Regions from separate parts of the Mus musculus genome. Here regions 1 and 3 are each linked to region 2. A link is a contact called in public HiChIP or PLAC-seq and promoter capture Hi-C data. All regions are on one chromosome and are shown on one strand. Each heading gives the region's core, a stretch centred on a gene start, on an enhancer-like site or on the middle of the called end of the contact. The rest is flanking DNA. Distances are from core to core; before and after follow the strand shown. Region 1 holds the start of S100a16 (S100 calcium binding protein A16). Region 2 holds the start of Jtb (jumping translocation breakpoint). Region 3 has its middle 11 kb from the start of S100a9.

Region 1 (2,919 bases), core at 142-2,641, 310 kb after region 2:
TGAGTAAATAAGATCAATGGTTAGATCAATGGTTAGAGTGGGAAGGGGCAGAGTTTAGAATTTGGAGTCAAATTTGGAGGGTGGCAGAAGCTAGCAGAAACAAATGTCCCATACATTCTTTAGGAGAGTCAAACAAGCAGATTGGTTCTGTTAGGAGAGAGGCCAACTGAGCTCCTTGGAAGGATATATATATGTATATATATACACATACATACATATATATACATATACACACATACACACACACACACACACACACACATATATATAATTTGTATATCTATATGTCTATATATCTGTAGATCTATCCCAGGTTTCGAGCACCAGATGAATGGAAATGAAGACATGACGGTTCCTAGGTATGGTTGAGGAGAAGCATTTTATTGTAAATATGAGACAGGACTTCTCATATTGTAAATATAAGAAGAATCTAGACTGGACACTGCGGCAGCATAGACCATGAGAGGAGAAGGGATTGGGGGAGAAGGGAGAGGGGAAAGAGAGGGGACTAGGAGCCAAGTGTGGAGGACCAAGGCAGAAGTGGAGAGGTCAAAGAGAATCAAGAGTGCCTGTGGCTAAAATGGGTGGGTTATATAGGAAAGAAGTGGGGGGGGGGGAGGGAAGGGAAGCTGGGTGTGGGGGGGACTAGAAAGGTTTAGGGTAGGGGTTGGAGGTGAGAAGTGTTGAGAGGAGACAGGATGATTTAACAGATGCTGAGAGAGCATGCACCTTGATATGTTAATAGGCATCTCAGTTAGCCATTTGTCAGGTGTGTGTGTGTGTGTGTGTGTGTGTGTGTGTGTGTACACGGGTGTGTTCTTTGGTACCTGACAGACATCATCGTGAGAGTGGGCCAAAGGGTCCTCTCTGTTTGGCTGCAGCCTTCTGTAAGGAGGTCAAGCTGTCCAGCTCCCTTGGGTACCTGCAGGAAAGGTGTGTACGGGCTAGGTTTTTGCAGTGGAGGCATCTGCTGTGCAGGGGTTCTTAGGAATGAAATCCCTGAGCTTAGGGTGGCTGAACTGGAGAGCTGAGACCAGAAAGAGCTGTTGCATTTGCTCTAGCCAACAGAGATCAAGTGTTGGACTCCTTAATCCCAACAGCAGGGAAATCCTGCGGTCCGGGAACCTAACTTGTCTTTGGCAGGGGGTTGCCCTGAAACCTGGCTCTCAGTGACCTAGGTGAGAGAAACAGGTGATGAGCCTTCTCTTTCTTTCCTCTGCCTTGTCGGATTCTGCTCAGAGCCTGTGGGTTTAGGAGGGTGGGGTTGGGGGACTGCCAGCTTCTACCACTCCCTCTAGGGTGAGGGTAGAGGGGTGTTTAAAAAAAAAAAGGTGTGTATCCCTTTAACAAGGGCCCAACCCCAGGGCCAAGTCAAGAGTTCAGTCACTACCTTCCCACAGCCAGCTCAGCCAGGCAAGGCCGGGAGGGAGTGGGACAGATTCTGGGAGTGCAGTGGGGAGGAGTCCTGGCTCCGCTGAGCAGGAGCTGCTTGGCTGTCAGTGCCAGAGCCCAGGCCTCAGAGCCCTGCTGGAGGAGGTGGACTCACAGGAGGCAGGTGAGCCCCCAGGCCCAGCGGAGGAGGTCTGGGGCTGCTGAAGGGACTCTGAAGCCTTGGGGTGGGGGTCAAGGAAGGGAGCCTGAGGAGAGGTGCCTGCCAGAAACAGGGCAGGAAGATTTTGGTAATCATTAATTTTCCCCAAAGGCTAGTTAGGGTATGAGCAGTCCGGTGGCTTTGTGAAACCTGTAGAAGAGTATAGACAGGATAGCAGGACCCTCTCCTGGCTAAGCAGCCGACCTGGCTCATCTCCAGGGGCTGGGACATTGGGCAGAACATTCCAGGGCCTTGCCCACAGCTGTTGCGTCCTCTCTCAAACGGAACAGGGCGGAGAGTGTGTCTTGGTGGGCGTTAGGGGTTGACAGACTCTAGACACAGGCCTCACTGGACTACGGAAGCTGTGACCTGGGAAAAATAATGGTGTTCAGAAGGAACTGCAGAGGGCCCAGAAAGCCTAAGAAGCCAGGAAAGGGAGGCAGGGGCTGAGGTGGCTTCTCTTCCACCTGGGGCACAGGCAGAACCGGGATGCAGTCTTCATTTGCTCTGGGTGGCTTCCTTGGGAGTGGCCTGGGGAAGCCGGTGAGGGCCCCTGGATGGGAGAGAGGGAAAGAGAAAGGAGTGGAGCTTCAAACTGGCAGCTTTTCCACTCTAGAACCTAGGCAGGTCTCAGCTTGACTGGCCCTGCCTGGCAGAGCCACCTGCGCTGTAGGAGTGTTTGCCTGCCCGGCCCAGGTGAGGTGGTGGCAAGGCCAGGCAGGGGTGATGGATGCTAAGGTGGGCTCATCCTCTACTCAGAAGAGGAACCCTAGGAATGTTGGAGAGGCCTGGGGTAGAGGTGTGTGTGTGTGTGTGTGTGTGTACGACACCTGATTACAGTATTATGAGTTGGGGGAAAAAGTTCGAAGGACTTCCTGCTTCAGCAGAAGTTGGCTGAAGATAAATGGGGTACTTAGGCAGATCAGGACTGGCAGAGTTGATGTAGGGTGATATGTGGGTATGATGTCATGCGTCCTGGGAGGGGGCAGAGGTAGGAGCACCTCTGTGAACCATTAGCCTTCAACACTGGGAAAAGAACGCGAGGGAGCAGAGAGACTGGGGAGATTCTCTTGGAACAGTCTTGCAAACAGCGATTACAGCCCAGTTCGGTTACCGTACTAGCCCTGCATGTTGATAGCAGTTGGGAGGAATGCGTTGACTGAGAAGGGGATGGCTGAATGAATGAGATGAATGTATTGCTGGATGGAGATAGGTGAATGAATGAAAGTAATTAACGAGGCCGTCAGTGAATGAGTAAATGGGAAGAGGATGAGTGAACTGGAGGTAGACGAGAGGAACACAGAGAATGCCACAGTTAAAACTGAAAA
Region 2 (2,846 bases), core at 243-2,742:
GTGGTCCTGGAACTTACTCTGTAAACCAGGCTGGCATCAAACTCAAAGATCTACCTGCCTCTGCCCCCTGAGTGCTGGCATTCAAGGGCTGTGCCACCATGCCCAGCAAGATTAACATCTTAGTCACATCCCAGGGAAGAATTTTTTTATTAAAAAAATTATTTCGCCGGGCAGTGGTGGCGCATGCCTTTAATCCCAGCACTTGGGAGGTAGAGACAGGTGGATTTCTGAGTTCGAGGCCAGCCTGGTCTACAAAGTGAGTTCCAGGACAGCCAGGACTACACAGAGAAACCCTGTCTCAAAAAAAAAAAAAAAATTATTTCGTGTGTGTGTGTGTGTGTGTGTTTGTGTGTGTGCTTTGGTGTACATCCTGTGCATGTCTGGTACCGGTGGTGTCCAAAAGAGAGTGTGTAACCTCCTGCAACTAACTGTAGGTTTGAGTCCCTGTGGGCGCTGGGAATCAAACCTGGATCCTCTGGAAGACCATCTAGACTCTTAACTACTGAGCCACCTCTTCAGAAGAACAGATTTTTTTCTCTCTCTCTTTCTTCTTTCTTTCTTTTTTTTTTCTTTCTTCCTTCCTTTGTTTCTTTCTGGACAGAAATTCAATTCTGTCATCATCTAATTCTGGCTGGCCTGAAACTTGCTATGTTTTCAAGGCTGGTCTCAAACTCTACCTACCTCCTGAGTACTAGGACTAAAGGCTTGAGCCACCACACCACCAATCGAGTCGCTGACAAGCTCCTAAATCTAATTCCAATAATACTTTCAATTTAAAATCTCTACGCTCTAATCAGGTAAAGAGGTGACAGGCCTTTAATCCCAGCTCTTGGGTCTTGAAGCCAGCTTGGTCTACAAAACAAGTTCCAGGAGAGAACTACACAGAGAAACCCTTCCTCAAAATAATAACAACAACAACAGCAACATAAAATTAAAAAATATAAGTATCAACCAACCAACCAAATAAATATTAAAAATCTGTGCTCTTAGCCTTGAGATCATTTCCTTATTTGTAGGAGCAAGGACGAGGTGAGAACTACTGAGGTTTTTCAAAGGAATAGCTCTGTGAAGCAGTTTCACACTCACAGAAGGGGAAACAGACACCGTTCATTTGCGTAGAGTCGGGTGGGAGTCCAGGGACAAGAGCAAGTTTCAAATGCGATGCAGTTTCTCTTCCCATCAGATTTCCGGAACCCAAGGTGTCAAGGATGGCCAGGGTGTTAAACCAGAAATGGGGAGGGTGTCACCTAATGGTGAGCCCAAAGTTTTGATGAAGGACCCAAGTACAGACAGAGCGGCATTTGGCCCCTTTTTATTCCTCCCGGCTCTCCTGGTTCTAAACAGACAAGCAGCTGTGTTATCAGGGAGAAGCGAACCCAGAACAAATGAGATCGCCTCTACCACCGGTCCCGCCGGCTCTGCAAACACTACAAGGACCACACTGCCGCGCGGCGCCCAGCTGAAGAGTCGCGTGATCCTGCGCAAACGCAGTGAGATGCAGTTGCCACCGAGTCCGGAACGACAACAGCAGCAAACAGACGAGAGCACCCGGGAAGAGTCGGCGTCGCCAGTGCCGGGACCAGGAGCCTCCGCGAGCAAGATGGCCGCTCCCGAGACCGAGGCCGAGGGGCACGGGCACTAGGTCCGGACCCGCGTACCCCTTTCCCGGACGCCTGCGTCCCCACAAAGACCTCGTGCTTCTAGCAAGACACCCGCATGGATTATTCTCGCTGTGGTCACGAGGCCGTTCCTATAGCGCTCTAGTTGGCCCAGACTGAGAACTCTGGCATCTGGCTGCTCGGAGCTGGAACCTCAGGGAGGTCTGCTGCAACAGGTGCGACCCTGACCGCTCCATGCTCGCGGGCGCGGGGAGGCGTGGCCTCCCCCGGGCCGGCCACCTCTGTTGGCTGCTGTGCGCTTTCACCTTAAAACTCTGGTAAGTGGGTACTGGGGAGAGGAAAGGAGATCGCAGGCGAACCCCATAGTCTACGCCCCAGAAACCAGGACACCTCATCCACAGACGTCCAAAGTGGGTATGCGCTGTCTTCTGCGAGCTCACTGTTGTTCTTACCCCCTTCCCCTTCCTGCAGCGAGGCAGAGGCTCCGGTGCGCGAGGAGAAGCTATCAGGTGGGTGATTGCCCGAGAACCCTGTACCTCTATGGCTTGTTTCTAATGTCTTTTTAGTATACCCAGAACACAGAAAAATAAGGTGCCACATGGAATGAGGGCAAGCACTGTGTTGGGAAGCTAGATGGGCAGAGCCTTTGAGAGAAATGTTTTTTGAATGGTCTTCGGCTGGCCGTTTTTCTCTCTCTCCTTTTAGTGAGCACTTCAACTTCGCCATGTTGGTTGGCAGAAGAGTTTGTGGTGACTGAAGAGTGTACTCCGTGTTCTAACTTCCAGATTGTGAGTATTTGGGTTGTTTGTTTGTTGTTTTGGTAAGCATTCCATTAATGGCTGGGCAGTGGTGGTGCACACCTTTATTCCCAGCACTTGGGAGGCAGAGGCAGGAGGATTTCTGAGTTCGAGGCCATCCTAGTCTACAGAGTGAGTTCCAGGACAGCCAGGGAGGGCTACATAGAGAAACCCTTTCTCGAAAAACCAAACCAAACCAAACCAAACCAAACCAAAAGCATGCCATTAATGTGTCTTTCTTCCTTTCTTCCCAGACTCTTAGGTTATGCTCAAATCATTTTTTTTTTTTTGGTCTGTTTCATTTTATGTATATAGGTATTTTGCCTGCTTGCATATGTATTTGGGGTGGGAGAGATGCCCTAAAAATCCAGAAGAGGTCATCAGATCTCCTAGAATCAGAGTTAGAAAAGATTGAGTTCCAATGTGGGTG
Region 3 (2,725 bases), core at 104-2,603, 480 kb after region 2:
TCAGCTGCCATTCTGATGGGTTTTCCTTTATACATGACTTCTTTTTTCTTGCAGCTTTTGATACACCTTGTTATGTATACTTAATGCTTTAACTATGATACATCATGGGATTTACTTTTCTGGTGGTGTCTATTTGGTGTTCTGTTGGCTTCCTGTATCTGTACGATGTGCTTTTCCTTAGTTTGGGAAAGAGGTCTTCTATGAGCTTGTTGAAGATTTTGATCTATGACACTGACTTGGGATTCTTCAGCTGTAGTTTGAAGATTTGTTTTTTCATGGCATCCTGCATTTCCTATATGTTTCTTTCCCTGTGTTTAATTTTTTCTTTATATTCCTTGCTTATTTCGTCTAGGTCCTCTACTTTATTTTTGAGTCCTGATATTTTATCTTCTGCCTGATTCATTAGACTTAGAAAGTTTTCCTTTGAGTTTTCTGGTTGAGTTATTAAGATTTTCCATCTTTATTTCAGCTTGAGTTCTCATCTTATCATTCTTAAGTCCTGCCTGTGCTTATCACCCCCCTCTGCTTCATATTTGTGTCTTCTTGGGCATCACTCAGGTTCTCATTCTCCCTAGGCTCTTTCTCAATTCCACTGAGCTCTTTCTTCCTTTCTTCTTTAAACTTCTTGAATTCTTTGATGAAGATTATGATTATTTAAAAAAAATTCTGTGTCTTGGCATACATGTAGGTAATTCTCATTGGTAAACATTTCTACAGGACTAGTAGATGCTGGAGAGAGGATGCTACCTTGATGTTTCACATTGTTGGTATTTTTGTAATCAGATTTTGCCAATGACCACCCTTAGCGTGGAGAGGGGATCTGAGAGAAGGGGTGTCTGGGAGCAGTGAAAACAAATGACTCGAAGTCAAACCATGGGTTCAAGCTTGCAGCCTAGGTTCTGCTGAGGTGGCTTTCCAGACTACTTTCTCTCTGTGTGTTCTGCTCTGCTCTAGACGGCTTTTTCTTGCTATTCTCAAAACTTTCTGGTTGAGACAGCTCTCTCTGCTAGTAAAAATTCTAAAAGCTATCTGGATAGCTCATGGATTTTCTGACCAAAGTCAGAAAAGCTGCTGTAAAAAAAAATCATTGGATCTTCCAACCAAGTCAAAAAATTCTTGAAGAGCTGTTTTAAGCTCTCTGCAGATCTCCAGACAGCTCGGCTCTCAACAGAGAAAGTTCTAAAGAAGAGCTGCTATTGCTTTCTGCTAGCTCATTGCATGCAGACCAAAGTCTAGTTTTCTCTTTACATATCACTTCAGTTATTTATTCCAGATTCCCTTTTGATTGCCCTATGATTCAACATCCTGTGAACCCAGCCCCTTAATTCTTAGGATACAGTAAGCACACATTTTCTTTTAACATTGCAAAAGAATTCAGAGAGACCTGCCTGCCTCTGTGAAGCATAGATGCTAAGCTGGTTGGGTGGGACCCTGACCTGAAAGTACCATTTCTACCACACCTGGGCCTAACCTTGCTCTGTCACAGGCTCCTCAAATTCCTGAACTTAGGAATTTGTCTGTTTTTGTAAACATAAACCAAGTAAACTTAAGTTGGGTTTCCTGCATATTTGAGAAATCATACATTTTTGTGTTTAGATTTCTTCCCCAGTCTTGAGGGCTGTCCTGAAGGTCCCAGTGTTTACCATTTTGCTGATTCATTACCCATACCTTTGCCTCCCGGACTCCATGTTATCTAATTATCAAAGAGTCATTAACAGGGAGGATGTTCCTTAAAGGAGGAATGTAAAATATGTACATTATACAAATAAACTTTATACCCACAGCAGCAATCGACACTCTTGGAGGCCTATGTCTGCTGGACCTGTCCCAGGGCAGGAACCATGTCAATATGTCCCCACCAAGGCCATGCTGGACTTGGCAAGATCTGGATACATAGACTTCTTTTGTTAGTTCTAAGTCTAATATGGACAGATCAGGTTGGGGCAGAAGAGATGATATTTGGACAGGTTGAACCAAGAGGTTGGAAATGGCTCGGATGAAATGAAGTTAGGTGGACAGATGACTGGTGTACAGGATGTACCTACTAAGTCCAAGTCTGGGGTGCTGGCGTAGATCTGGATGGGTGGAAGGGTTTGATGTAGCATGGGAAGAGCTTGGGCATAGGAAAATAGGTAAGGCAGGTCCTAGCAGAATTCTAGAGATCAGTTGTGGCATAGATAGTGGAGGTCAAACTAGATCAGAATACTGGCTATGGAGTCTGGGCTACATATAGCTGGTTGGGGAGAAGGCATGGATAGGAGGGTCAGGGAAACTCCCTGTTCTAGACCCTGGAGAAGGAAATGGGAGTTCTAGCCGTGTGGGCAGATTGGATGTAGTCCAGAAGGACTTGGGGGGGGGGTGCTCCAGGGCCTTTGGTGACTTCTGGTTTACTTATTGTTTTCTTCTGTAGAGGAAGTTAGTATCCCCCTCACCAAAGTTGCCCTTCAGGCCCAACACCACCCTGCCTGTCTGTAGGTAGCCACAGATAGCTCCTGAGAGACATCCTATTGTACACTGACCCAGAATGAACAGTTTGAGACAAGGGTGCCAGGAAGTTCAAATCCAAAGAGCTCCCAGGTGGTAGGTAAGGAACTATAGACTATTCTGCAATCTCTGGGTCCACACAAAGTCTTGATGATTAGCCACCCTGAAGGCCACCTTCAGCCCTGCCTGCACTTTGGGCTACTCCCATATCCATGCAAGGGCTCTTCAGCTACCTGGCTTC

What was found. HiChIP or PLAC-seq counts read pairs in DNA pulled down with a chosen protein or histone mark. Capture Hi-C pulls out chosen DNA fragments and counts their contacts.
Region 1: a promoter capture Hi-C map of adipose tissue shows a contact between it and region 2. The contact joins the promoter of S100a16 here to the promoter of Jtb in region 2. A contact is called at or near these places in 4 of 39 promoter capture datasets (the HPC-7 cell line, cranial neural crest, frontonasal cranial neural crest and 1 more), 1 of 115 datasets of contacts at active chromatin or transcription factors (pancreatic cancer cells) and 2 of 9 other capture datasets (adipose tissue and liver).
Region 3: a contact with region 2 is called in an HNF4G HiChIP or PLAC-seq map of pancreatic cancer cells. The contact joins the enhancer-like site here to the promoter of Jtb in region 2. A contact is called at or near these places in 4 of 484 Hi-C or Micro-C datasets (the G1E-ER4 cell line, cortical neurons, olfactory sensory neurons and 1 more) and 1 of 115 datasets of contacts at active chromatin or transcription factors (pancreatic cancer cells).

What each region holds. Positions count from the first base shown.
Region 1 is chr3:90,535,863-90,538,781 of GRCm38.p6, forward strand. S100a16 (S100 calcium binding protein A16) reads left to right here and starts at 1,392. Exons shown (of 3, transcript NM_001356605.1): 1 at 1,392-1,555.
Region 2 is chr3:90,230,105-90,232,950 of GRCm38.p6, forward strand. Jtb (jumping translocation breakpoint) reads left to right here and starts at 1,493. Exons shown (of 5, transcript NM_206924.2): 1 at 1,493-1,936; 2 at 2,091-2,128; 3 at 2,325-2,407. The coding sequence starts at 1,854.
Region 3 is chr3:90,705,403-90,708,127 of GRCm38.p6, forward strand. No RefSeq gene overlaps it. Among named protein-coding and RNA genes, the nearest start is that of S100a9, 11 kb to the left of the region's middle. Within about 2 kb of position 1,354, at least 4 of the 459 cell types and tissues checked have an H3K27ac peak or open chromatin away from gene starts, as enhancers often do. A contact at or near this core is called in pancreatic cancer cells, where this site is marked.